Linked DNA regions of Mus musculus: region 2 is linked to region 1. The links are chromatin contacts, called in public HiChIP or PLAC-seq maps. All regions are on one chromosome and are shown on one strand. Each heading gives the region's core, a stretch centred on a gene start, on an enhancer-like site or on the middle of the called end of the contact. The rest is flanking DNA. Distances are from core to core; before and after follow the strand shown. Region 1 overlaps Map4k5 (mitogen-activated protein kinase kinase kinase kinase 5). Region 2 overlaps Cdkl1 (cyclin-dependent kinase-like 1 (CDC2-related kinase)).

What was found. HiChIP or PLAC-seq counts read pairs in DNA pulled down with a chosen protein or histone mark.
Region 2: an H3K4me3 HiChIP or PLAC-seq map of fetal liver shows a contact between it and region 1, with 4 times the contacts expected there. The contact joins two enhancer-like sites. A contact is called at or near these places in 3 of 39 promoter capture datasets (the C10 cell line, liver and pre-B cells), 2 of 15 datasets of contacts at CTCF or cohesin (CD8 T cells and the NIH/3T3 cell line), 28 of 484 Hi-C or Micro-C datasets (the C2C12 cell line, the G1E-ER4 cell line, the MC3T3-E1 cell line and 17 more), 20 of 115 datasets of contacts at active chromatin or transcription factors (craniofacial prominence, embryonic basal ganglia, embryonic fibroblasts and 12 more) and 4 of 9 other capture datasets (adipose tissue, embryonic stem cells, liver and 1 more).

Annotation. Positions count from the first base shown.
Region 1 is chr12:69,875,963-69,880,912 of GRCm38.p6, reverse strand. All of the region lies in intron 1 of Map4k5 (mitogen-activated protein kinase kinase kinase kinase 5), which reads left to right. Among named protein-coding and RNA genes, the nearest start is that of Atl1, 15 kb to the left of the region's middle. Within about 2 kb of position 1,657, at least 123 of the 459 cell types and tissues checked have an H3K27ac peak or open chromatin away from gene starts, as enhancers often do. A contact at or near this core is called in adipose tissue, craniofacial prominence, differentiating embryonic stem cells and 9 more, where this site is marked.
Region 2 is chr12:69,754,409-69,759,601 of GRCm38.p6, reverse strand. It overlaps Cdkl1 (cyclin-dependent kinase-like 1 (CDC2-related kinase)), which reads left to right. Exons shown (of 10, transcript NM_183294.2): 5 at 2,304-2,394; 6 at 2,956-3,156. Among named protein-coding and RNA genes, the nearest start is that of Mir681, 6.9 kb to the left of the region's middle. RefSeq lists an enhancer at 340-2,193. Within about 2 kb of position 1,566, at least 124 of the 459 cell types and tissues checked have an H3K27ac peak or open chromatin away from gene starts, as enhancers often do. A contact at or near this core is called in adipose tissue, craniofacial prominence, differentiating embryonic stem cells and 9 more, where this site is marked.

The DNA of each region.
Region 1 (4,950 bases), core at 408-2,907:
CTACCAGGAAAAACTCCCTGAAGACTACAGTACAGGTTCTATTACATCACTAGTACCAGTACCAGTGCCTGGCACACAGTAAGTACTCTGTAGTATTGTGGTATGAATGAACTCGTTAAAAAATAATGTCCTTAAAGAATTGGACATAGGACTTTAAAGCCTGAGGCACAATTAGTTACTTCTTTTGTGTATAAGCCAGCTACTATTCCTTTCTTTAAACCTTGTAGATGCTCTGTTGTTAATTTTTGTAGTGTTATTCCAGTTCTTCCATCTGAGGTCTGGAAACCTGATGACCCTACCGAACACTTTCTGGACACAGAGAACCTTACTGAATATTGAGACTCCTGTTTTCTAGTTATTTTTTTTTTAAAAAATGGAGGAAGTGAAGTCAAAGCCTTCAGTTGGCTTCATAAAGTTTTGTAACCCTAAAAGTATGCAAGAAGAAAGTTACTGTGGAGTAAGATGACTTTATAGATAAATTTATCTTTTTCCATGTAATAATTTGAGTAGCCATCTGGTAAGAATTAACTAAGATGTATAACTATCCTAATTCCATTGTATTGAATTTCTGGGTGCTTACCATGCCTGTCTGCGTATTATACAAATAACTTGCTAATATAGGAACTAATATATTAAGATTTCTTTGTAGAGTGCTGTGGGAATTTATTTCATTTTGTAAGCAGTACAAAATCTTCAAATTCTCTGTGTTAGTTTAAAGCACAGTACACTGGAGGGGAGTGTTGGAGTTTACAATTCAGTATTCCAAAATCCAGTACTGCTTTGGGTTATATTGTGAAATTGCATAGTTAAGTGTCTGGAAGATCACTTGATTTGAATTGAATCTGAAAAGTCTCTGTGTGTGTGAACATGGGCATCCCCCCCCCTGAAAGCCTCTTTGCCTTTCATTATAAAAGAGCCTGGTACTGCTTTCTGTTTTAAAAATTCAGCTGGAAAATTACCGAGTACAAACATTTGCCCATCAGTTCTTTCCTACAGAGACGACAGAAAGCCGTCTCCCAGTGCAAGCTGACATTTGAGTGTCTCTGTCGGTGACGGTTGTAGTTTGTGGCTCTTTGCTTTTACTTTTGTAACTACATATACTCTGGCTTCTACACAGTACAACTGATTTTAAAATACCATTTTTCTGAGTTTCCGTGGTTGTTTTCAAATTTTCCAAAGCTCTGTTTCTTTCTGAGCCACTCTGGGGAGAAAAAAGGAGTCCTTGGGCATAACTTTTTTCACTTTAGTTATTAAGTTGAAATGGTGTGTTTATACTGGTTCCTGCCCGGTCCAAATGAAACTCCACCCCTCAAGCCCCCAAGGCAATCCAGGTATCCAGAAATGAGCACATCTGGGGTATAGGAGCATTCCTGTCGGTAGATAGCAGCCAGCATTCCTCAGAAACTTGTGAAACCGGTTCTCTGCCTCCAGGAGTGATTTCCCTTTTCTCTGGTAGAAGGGATTTATGGCTGGCTACCTGTGGTGTCTATGAACATATCAAAGCCCACACAGGCCTCCTGGCTCCCTCAGCCTCTAGAGCACCCATTACTCATTTCAGTCTTAGCTGGCCAGCATCCTAGCCCTTCTCAGCATCTCCTCCCCTACCCTAAACTCCCTCCAGCTCTGTGCTTTCCTCTCCACTGCTCTTCATTCTCCTCTAACCCGCTGCCCCTCCCATACTCTGCTCTGCTAATCTGCCCTCTCTTGCAGCCTCCCTCTGGCCCACCATGGCCATTCTATTTCTTTGTTGACTGTTTCTCTCTCTCTCTCTCTCTCTCTCTCTCTCTATTTCTTTGTTGACTGTTTCTCTCTCTCTCTCTCTCTCTCTCTCTCTCTCTGTGTGTGTGTGTATGTATGTGTTTCTCTCTTTCTCATCTGTAATAAAAACCTCCCATTAATCATATCAAGGAGCAGCCGTGTCATCAGTTTATACACTAAGAATTGATGTGTCTGAACAGATATATTCTTTAAGTAATAATTCTGGAAAGTGTCTTATCAGATGACTTAATCCTTGTGCATTTTTATAGTTACAAAGTTGATCAGACAGTTACATAGAATGTATTTATCTATCCCTAACCTGTATTCAAGTTCACCTTGTTGCCTTGCGTTTTTGTGGAAGGCCTGTGTGTACCTCCATTTAAATAAAGGTTTGCTCCTGGCGCTGCGCGTGCTTTTTGAAAAGCACATGATGATGTGTTTCCAGTGTTGCAGCCTCTCAGAGAAAACCTTGGCGGCCCCCAGAATCCTCTACACGCCCCCTCTTTATTTCTCTTGCTAACCACTGATAGATAATATCTTTAACTTTGGCCTTTGTTGTGGTTGGTTGGGTTTGGTATGGAGGTTGTGGTTGTGGTTGTAGTTGTTTTCCCATTTCCGAAGCTCTGCCTCTTCCTATCCTGCTCTATTCTGGGTGGGGTTATACCTTATTGTGTTTATACTGATAGCTTCTTCAGGTTGACTTCTTCGGTTTACATTATTTAAGGCTCCTCCATCTGTGCTCATGGCCTGTTGGCTCCTGCCTTTATTACCAGTAGATGCACCACAGTTACCCATTTATCTATTGAGTGACATCATGAATGTCACCTGTCTTATTTTATTATGGATTGGCTGCTATAAACATCAGTGTGCAGAAGTAAGTTTTCGGTTCACTTGGGTACATGCCTAGGAGCAGAGATTGCTGTATCATGTGCTTAGCTCTGTAAGGAACAGACAAATGTGCACTGTCCGTGTCTCTGCGTGTAGACTCTTAAAACTCTGCCTAATCCGAGCCGGCTCAGCACTTAAGGGCACTGGCTCTTCTTCAACAGGGCTTGCAGTTGATTCCCAGAACCCGCATGGCAGCTCGCAGCTACATGTCAGTCCAGCTCCAAGGATCTGAGTCCTTCTCATATCTGTGAGCACCAGGCCTGTGGGTGGTGTAAGCCATATGTGAGGCGAACCCCATGCACAGAAAATAAAAGTAAATCTTTAAAAAAAAAAAAAACAAAACAGAAAACCACCCAACCTAATCCAAAGCCTGGAGGCACACACTGGAAACTGTCAGCATGGTTACCGTAGGAAGGTGACAGAGGAGTACCATGTTGGCTGACATTATAATTTTTTTTTACAGCAAGATCTTACTCTATGATAGTTGTATAGCTTTTTTGCCAATTTTTTTTTTTAGTTTGTGAAAATAAAAGTAACAATGAATCAACAAGAGCAAAACCAAAGTGGTTCAGTCTACTTTCAGTGTTATGTTCCAGTGACAGGAAGTTGGAGTACTGTGTTCTCTGTATTCACAGGTCGGTAGAGCGCCTTCCAAATGTCAGGCTTTCGGACTACACACTTACCCAGCCTTGAGATACCAACAAGACTTGGGATAAGGGCTATCCTGAAGCTAGTTTGTGGCTGGAATTGTGTCAGGCAGTGTCTCCTGTGTTAACCGTGTGTGTCTTACAGCCTTGCCTTAACTTGAGGCTTACCTGCCTTCTGTGGTTATGTGCGACTCTCTAGTGTTCTTGTTGCCCTTATCCTTCCGCTCTTCTTCCCGGTAAGGAACTTCACTCTGTCCATAGCTGCTTTCCTGTTGTCTATAGAATTCCAGTGAAGGGTTTGGGAGTTGTCCTAGACAAAGAGTGACAGTCAGGAAAGGTGCTGGCGTACGAACACTTGAGTGGCCAGTCCTCCATTAGCTACAGGCTGATGAGGAAAGAATTTAATCTGGATTTTATCCCATCCTTCAAGGTGAATTTTACACATGCTGGAAGGTTTCTGGCCGTGTGTGTGTGTGTGTGTTTTCCGTATATTTAAAATACTTTTCTATGGATTAAGTTTAACTTTTAAGATTTTTTTTAAAAAGACTTTAATGTATTATAAGTCAAATTCTATGATATTAAAAAATCACCACAGAGACCTAGAAATTTAGCTTGTCTAGCATGCATTTATCCCCATGCGTCAGTGAACGAATGAATAAATAAAATCTTCATAGAAACCATCAATTCAGTGGGAAAGATGATTATTATGTTAGTGAATTTTTTTTTCAATAAAAGTTGTCAGTGTTAAATATTATACAATTAAGTACTTTACCAAGTTACAGTTGAAAAGGAAAGGAAAACACTCTGTTTCCTGACAGGAACCTCATCACCTGTTGATCAATCATTTGAATTTCTGAGCCAAATCTTTTTATATTTAAATTAATTGAATTAAATAACACTGTATATGTGTGTAGGATCTTAGATTCCAAAACCCATAAAGTAATCCAGGTGTAATAGCCATCGTCATTGTGGAATCATTGTTCTAAAACACATGTTACAATTCACTGAGTAAGACTCACAGGAGTTGAGTTAACTCAACCTGTTGACATTTTTTCTGTACTGTCTCACTGGCGTGCAGACAGCTCAGTATCTACAAACCAGGCTTCCTACAACCGGGACAGACTAAGTCACTGAACTATAGCAAGAACTACAGACCTGAAGGTAATGGGTAGTTCTTTTAGTCAAGGACAAAAAAGAGAGTGTAAGACGGTTGTGGAGCTTCTCTGCTGCTGTTTTTCCTGACTGTTCATGGTTTGAGGAGCAGTGGCTACCTGGGGAATTAAAGACTGTTCTTAGTCCACCTCAGGATGACTATGTGAGCTCATCGTGTGTTTGTCGTTAGAACTTCCGTCGTGGACGGTAATAGTTGTCCCCTTTCCTGCTTGTCTGTCTTTCCTGCTTTCTGCTCTGCTTTCTCAGTCTCTGGGTCTTTCTGAAGATGTCTCCTCCAGTGGCCTCCTCCTCCATCTTTGTTCTTTGTGCCCCTTTCTTTGTCTTATTTCTCTGGTGTGATTTACCAAAGCCATTCCTGCCTCTTTGATGGAGTAGTACTTCTTTTTATGCCAAAAGTTAACATTTAAATCTAAGAGTAAAGAAGTTATCAGTAATTGAATTTAATTTTCACATATGGAATACAACTGGTCACAGTGAAAATGAG
Region 2 (5,193 bases), core at 317-2,816, 120 kb after region 1:
GCCACTGTAGGAGACTGCCCATGTGACATGGCTTCATAGATGCTGAAAAATCTGCTCTCCTCTCTCACCCCACACAGAGCTGCCCCCTTTCTACACATGGAAGCCAGCTTCCTGGGCTGGCTCCCAGTTGTGTGGTCAAGTACTCAGAATGAATGAGCCCTTGAGTTTGATTCCCAGTACTGCGATCAATCAACCAACCAATTAATCAATATAGCAGAAAAGAAAAAGGTGTGTGTGTGGGGGGGTGGAATCAGAGTCCAACCACTAAAAACACTCAAAATCCCAGAAGGGAATTTTAGAGTTTCACTGGACTCCAGTTATTGGTCACCCAGGCCCGAGGGGTTAAATCCCCTCTGAGCTTGCCCCAAGTAAGTTTTCCTGAAGCTGCTTACAAGGAGAAAACACGGGAACAGTCATTATTTTGGCTTTCATTATCGGAAGCCTAGAATCCTTATCAGAGCTGGAGTGTCGCTCCATGGTTAGACCTCTTGCCTTGCCTGCATGAAGCCTTGGGTTTGACTCCTTACAGTGAAAACAGTCATTTTAAGGCAGGACGAGTGGATGCTAGACGCTTTGATCGGTGATTAGCACTTTCCCAACAAACAAGTTTCAGCATAAGGGTGGCAGGACAGATAGTGGGGCTGGAGGATACAGAGGGAAGGGGAGAGGAGGGGGCAGAAAGAACGAGAAAGCTCGCCAGCCAGCCCTGGTGGGGGAGATCTGAGGAAAGTGAAGATAAATACAGTGCATACCACAGCTCTCTGGAGAGCCGCAGACGCTGCTGGGCTCCACGTGCTGGGGGGGGGGGGGGCTGATGGGGGGAGGGTGCTGAGCTTGGAAAGAATTCCCAAACAAAGGGGGGGGGGGTGGAGCACATTCTTGTTTCTGAGTCCTTCTGCCCATATGTCATCACGACATTCATGGAAGGACCTATTTATAGCAAAATGCAAAATGGCTGGTGAAAGACTTCAGAGCCCAGGGCCATCGATTACTGAGAACCAGATAGGTAGGTTATAAGGTAATTTATCCACCCCACCCCGCCTCCATTTTTTTTTTCCAGAATAATAATGCTGATGGGAAACACTAACGTTGCTCTCTCGCCCTAAAAGTCCCTTGGAGTGGGAATTGCTGCGCCCACGAAGAGCCTCTGTCCTCTTTCCGGATTCTGGGGTCAAGGAACCCTCAAGAGTTGCAGGCTCCAGGCCAACAGTCACTGGGGCGGCAGAAAGACCCAGCGTTTCCCAGCAGAGAGGAAAACCCTTGGGAAAAGGGAGGGGTCACAAAGAACCCGGAGTAATATTTTGTCCCAACTCAATTTTAAATGTTAACCGTTGATTAAAAGTTGTTGACTTAAGAGATTTTATTTATTTATTTATTTATTTATTTATCTGTCTATCTATCAAAGACATTGTCATTTAATAAGAAAGTCCCGTGGGAGTCCTCAAGCGCTCCTCTTGGTAGTGGCTTCACCCTCTTAAAGAATGTAGCTTGATACCAGCGGGTGAGGCAGGATGCAAGAGTCTCCCGCTGGGCTCCTCTGTGCTGTGGGACAGAGCTGACACCTAGCGACCACGACGCACCCCGGACGGCGAGGCCGCAGCCAGCTCTTGTTTATCTTGTCAGGACAAATGTCAGAGCTGGAAGGGCGATCTTTTGGCAGGCACACGAGCTTCCAGCCCTCTCTCTCCCAGCTTATCTCAGCAGGCCCAGGGCTTGTCTTGTTTACCGAGCGAGCAAGCCGCCTTCCAGTGAACCGGGCTTCTGCTCCAATCTGTCTGTCGTTCTTGCCACAGGCTGAAGCCTCAAAGCCTTTCGGTCCTTTCCCCCTTCATAGACAGCAGGCAGGTTAGGGGTGATGCCTAGTTAAATATAAAGTTCCTTTTTCTAATGCAGACTGTTTGAGATATACTTAACATTTTAGTTGGGTTGGAGGTGGAGGTCAGGTGGCGTGCTCGGCTAAGGTTCTGGACTGATGCCCAGCACTGAAAAAAAAAGTCGTTTATCTGAAATCCAAACGTAACTAGGTATCTCACGTGTTTTTATTTGCTGAGTCTGGCTCTTGACAGTCATTTTTCCTATCACACTTCTTGGTTTTTGTGGCCACTCAAGAATTTGAAATGATTCTGTCTGTAGGTATGGAACTAGGTTTATTTTAGTCTGCTGTTTTAGTATCCAACAGGTCAATGGCAGATTAAACTGATATATCCAATATCTGCTAAATATTCCAGCCCTTTACTCGTGGCAGATATTAGAGTTGCACCTTCATGACATTTTGTTTTGTTTGTTTGTTTGTTTCTAACCAGTGCATACACAGAGACGTGAAGCCGGAAAATATTCTCATCACCAAACAGTCAGCCATTAAGCTCTGTGACTTTGGGTTCGCACGGCTTCTCAGTGAGTACCCACGGCTTCTTCAATGTAAAAGGAACATTCTTGCTGGGACAGCTGGTTTCCATACTACAGAAAGCTGGTTCTTGTATTCTGCCCCGGGAATAATCTTGCAACAAATTACGGTTCCTGCCAAATCTTGTAATGAAATATAACTTGAAAAATGTATAAATACACAACAATTTAGATATGTATGCTATATGTAAATTGTAGCACAAAAGTTATTATAAAGCCTGCTAATCTCCTGCCTTCTCCAACCCCCCAAACAATACTTACCAGAATTAATACTTCAGATGAATGCCTTTTAATCTTGGCTATAGATTAACACCCAAGGAACTTTTAAAAAGTATGCGGGTAGCCTTGGGCCCTCTCCAAGTGTTCGGATTAATTGGGCCGGGAGGAAGCCCAAGTATCAGTAATTTAAAACATCCTACAGCCAAGTGATGACAACCAGCAGCTAGCACTGAGAATGGTGATTCGGAAAAGCTTCATTTCTTAGGTTTTTCCCTGCTCAGTTTTGACTCCGGGCTTCCACTGATCTGTTTTCCACGTTTCTGCACCGGCCAGCTGGACCAGGTGACTACTACACGGACTACGTGGCCACCCGGTGGTACCGCTCACCCGAGCTGCTAGTGGGAGACACGCAGTATGGTCCCCCTGTAGATGTCTGGGCAATTGGCTGTGTGTTTGCTGAGTTACTGTCCGGAGTGCCTCTATGGCCAGGAAAATCTGACGTGGATCAGCTCTACCTGATAAGGAAAACCCTGGGTAAGTGGTTTCCGCTGACTTTGAGAGAACCTGCTCGCTTCTCCCACACCCCCTGCTTACCTGACACCTTTAGGAAACAGACATTTCTCAGCCTCGCTGAAATGGCTCCATTAAAAGTGTCTATGGTTTGTTCAAATGACAAGACTTAATGATTACTGGGAATTTACTAATTGTCCAGGATATATAGACTAATCTCTTAAGCTTAGGTCAGATCCTCTTAACTTCTAAATGTGTTAAGCCTGGCAACAGAACTACTGCAAGGACTTAGCTGGTCACAGGCGGCTTCCATGTTACAAGCTGAACATCCCTCATCCAGACGGCTTGGGACTCTAGTGTTTGTGACATTAGAGGTTTCAATGTGGTATGTAAGGGAAGGGACCCGAGTCTAAACAGAAAATTCATTTATGTTTCATTTCATTTCTTCCCATATCCTAAAGGCTGGTTATATGATCGTTCTAGCGTGCCCGCATTTGACCATGACACTTGGAGTCGAGTGTAGCATCTCCTACTTGTAGGATCATGTTGGCACTCAGTCTCAGAATTTTTAATGAGGGATGCTAAGCCTGCATTAGGATGAGGTGATTCATCCAGATGTCCTTACTGCAGCCTGCCTGACAAGTTTTGGATTATTCAGATTACCGTAGAGGAAGAACCTCAGCCTTCTAAGTGTCGAGAAGAAAGTCTTGTTCACCGTGCCCCCCTCCTACAATTAAGGGCAATGGGAAGGACAGAAGAGAAAAGGGAGGAGGGTACAGTAAAAGAGATCCATAACTAGTGGTTGCTGTTTTCAGAATCCAGGAGTTAGATTCTACTCTGCTAAGGAACGCCATTTAAAGCACTCTTTCTCTGCTCCATAACTCTTGTATTACCAGCAATCACCATAGAGCTTTGTCTTCCCAAAGTACTGAAGGCCACCTGAGGGTGAGACTGTATTTCCATTTGTTTGTTTGTTGAGACAGGGTTTCTCTGTGTAGCCCTGGATGTCCTGGAACTCCTTCTGTAGACTAGGCTGGTCTTGAACTCAAATTCCACCTGCCTCTGCCTCCCGAGTGCTGGAATTAAAGGTGTGCGTCACCAGGGTCCGGTGGTGTTTCCTGTTTTTATCGTCTCCACCAATGTCTTGCACATTGGAGCCTCCTTGGAGCTCACGCAGGGTCACTCAGCCTTCCTTGGCTGTTCCGTCCAGTGGCTTTAGGGCACTCTCCTGCCGCTCCAGCCCTAGTGGGGAGGCTTTGACAGCTCGGGGACATATGTCTCTACTGTGTGTGTGTATCTGTAATTCATTTTTAAAGCTAGGGGCTAAGGGGCTTCATTACAGTGTTTTCAGACATAGGAATCAACACCCTAGAGGCTGTGTTTTTGCTTGCTTATCCAAACTAGAGCAAGGTTCTGGATTTGAGTGAGAGGTAAAGTTCTGAACCGAGTAGCACTGGTCACTCAAGACGATCTAGTCAGAGGCTAGAGCCTCAGTACCACAGGGCCCTGGCTGCAGGCCTCTGCTTCTGTCAGGCCTCTGCTTCTGTCAGGCCTCTGCTTCTGTCAGGCCTCTGCTTCTGTCAGGCCTCTGCTTCTGTCAGGCCTCTGCTTCTGTCAGGCCTCTGCTTCTGTCAGGCCTCTGCTTCTGTCAGGCCTCTGCTTCTCTCAGGCCTCTGCTTCTCTCAGGCCTCTGCTTCTCTCAGGCCTCTGCTTCTCTCAGGCCTCTGCTTCTCTCAGGCCTCTGCTTCTCTCAGGCCTCTGCTTCTCTCAGGCCTCTGCTTCTCTGCTCTAGAAAGTGGCCACTTGTGGCCCAGAGAAGCAGTTTCCTGAACCAGTCTTTCCTAGTGATACCCCTAGGACTTTACATGAGGCCACCATCAGCTCATTCGGCTGCCATTGCTACAGAATGAGCTGCATTGGACAGGAACCTCTTTCAGAGTTTCACAGGGTAAGCGCCCCTAAACCTTAGACGACAACGTTTCTGAGATCAGCAGCAACACGGGAAAAGACGATTCCAATTTGGAAATGGACTCCTCAGAGACAGAGGACCTTCCTGTTAGC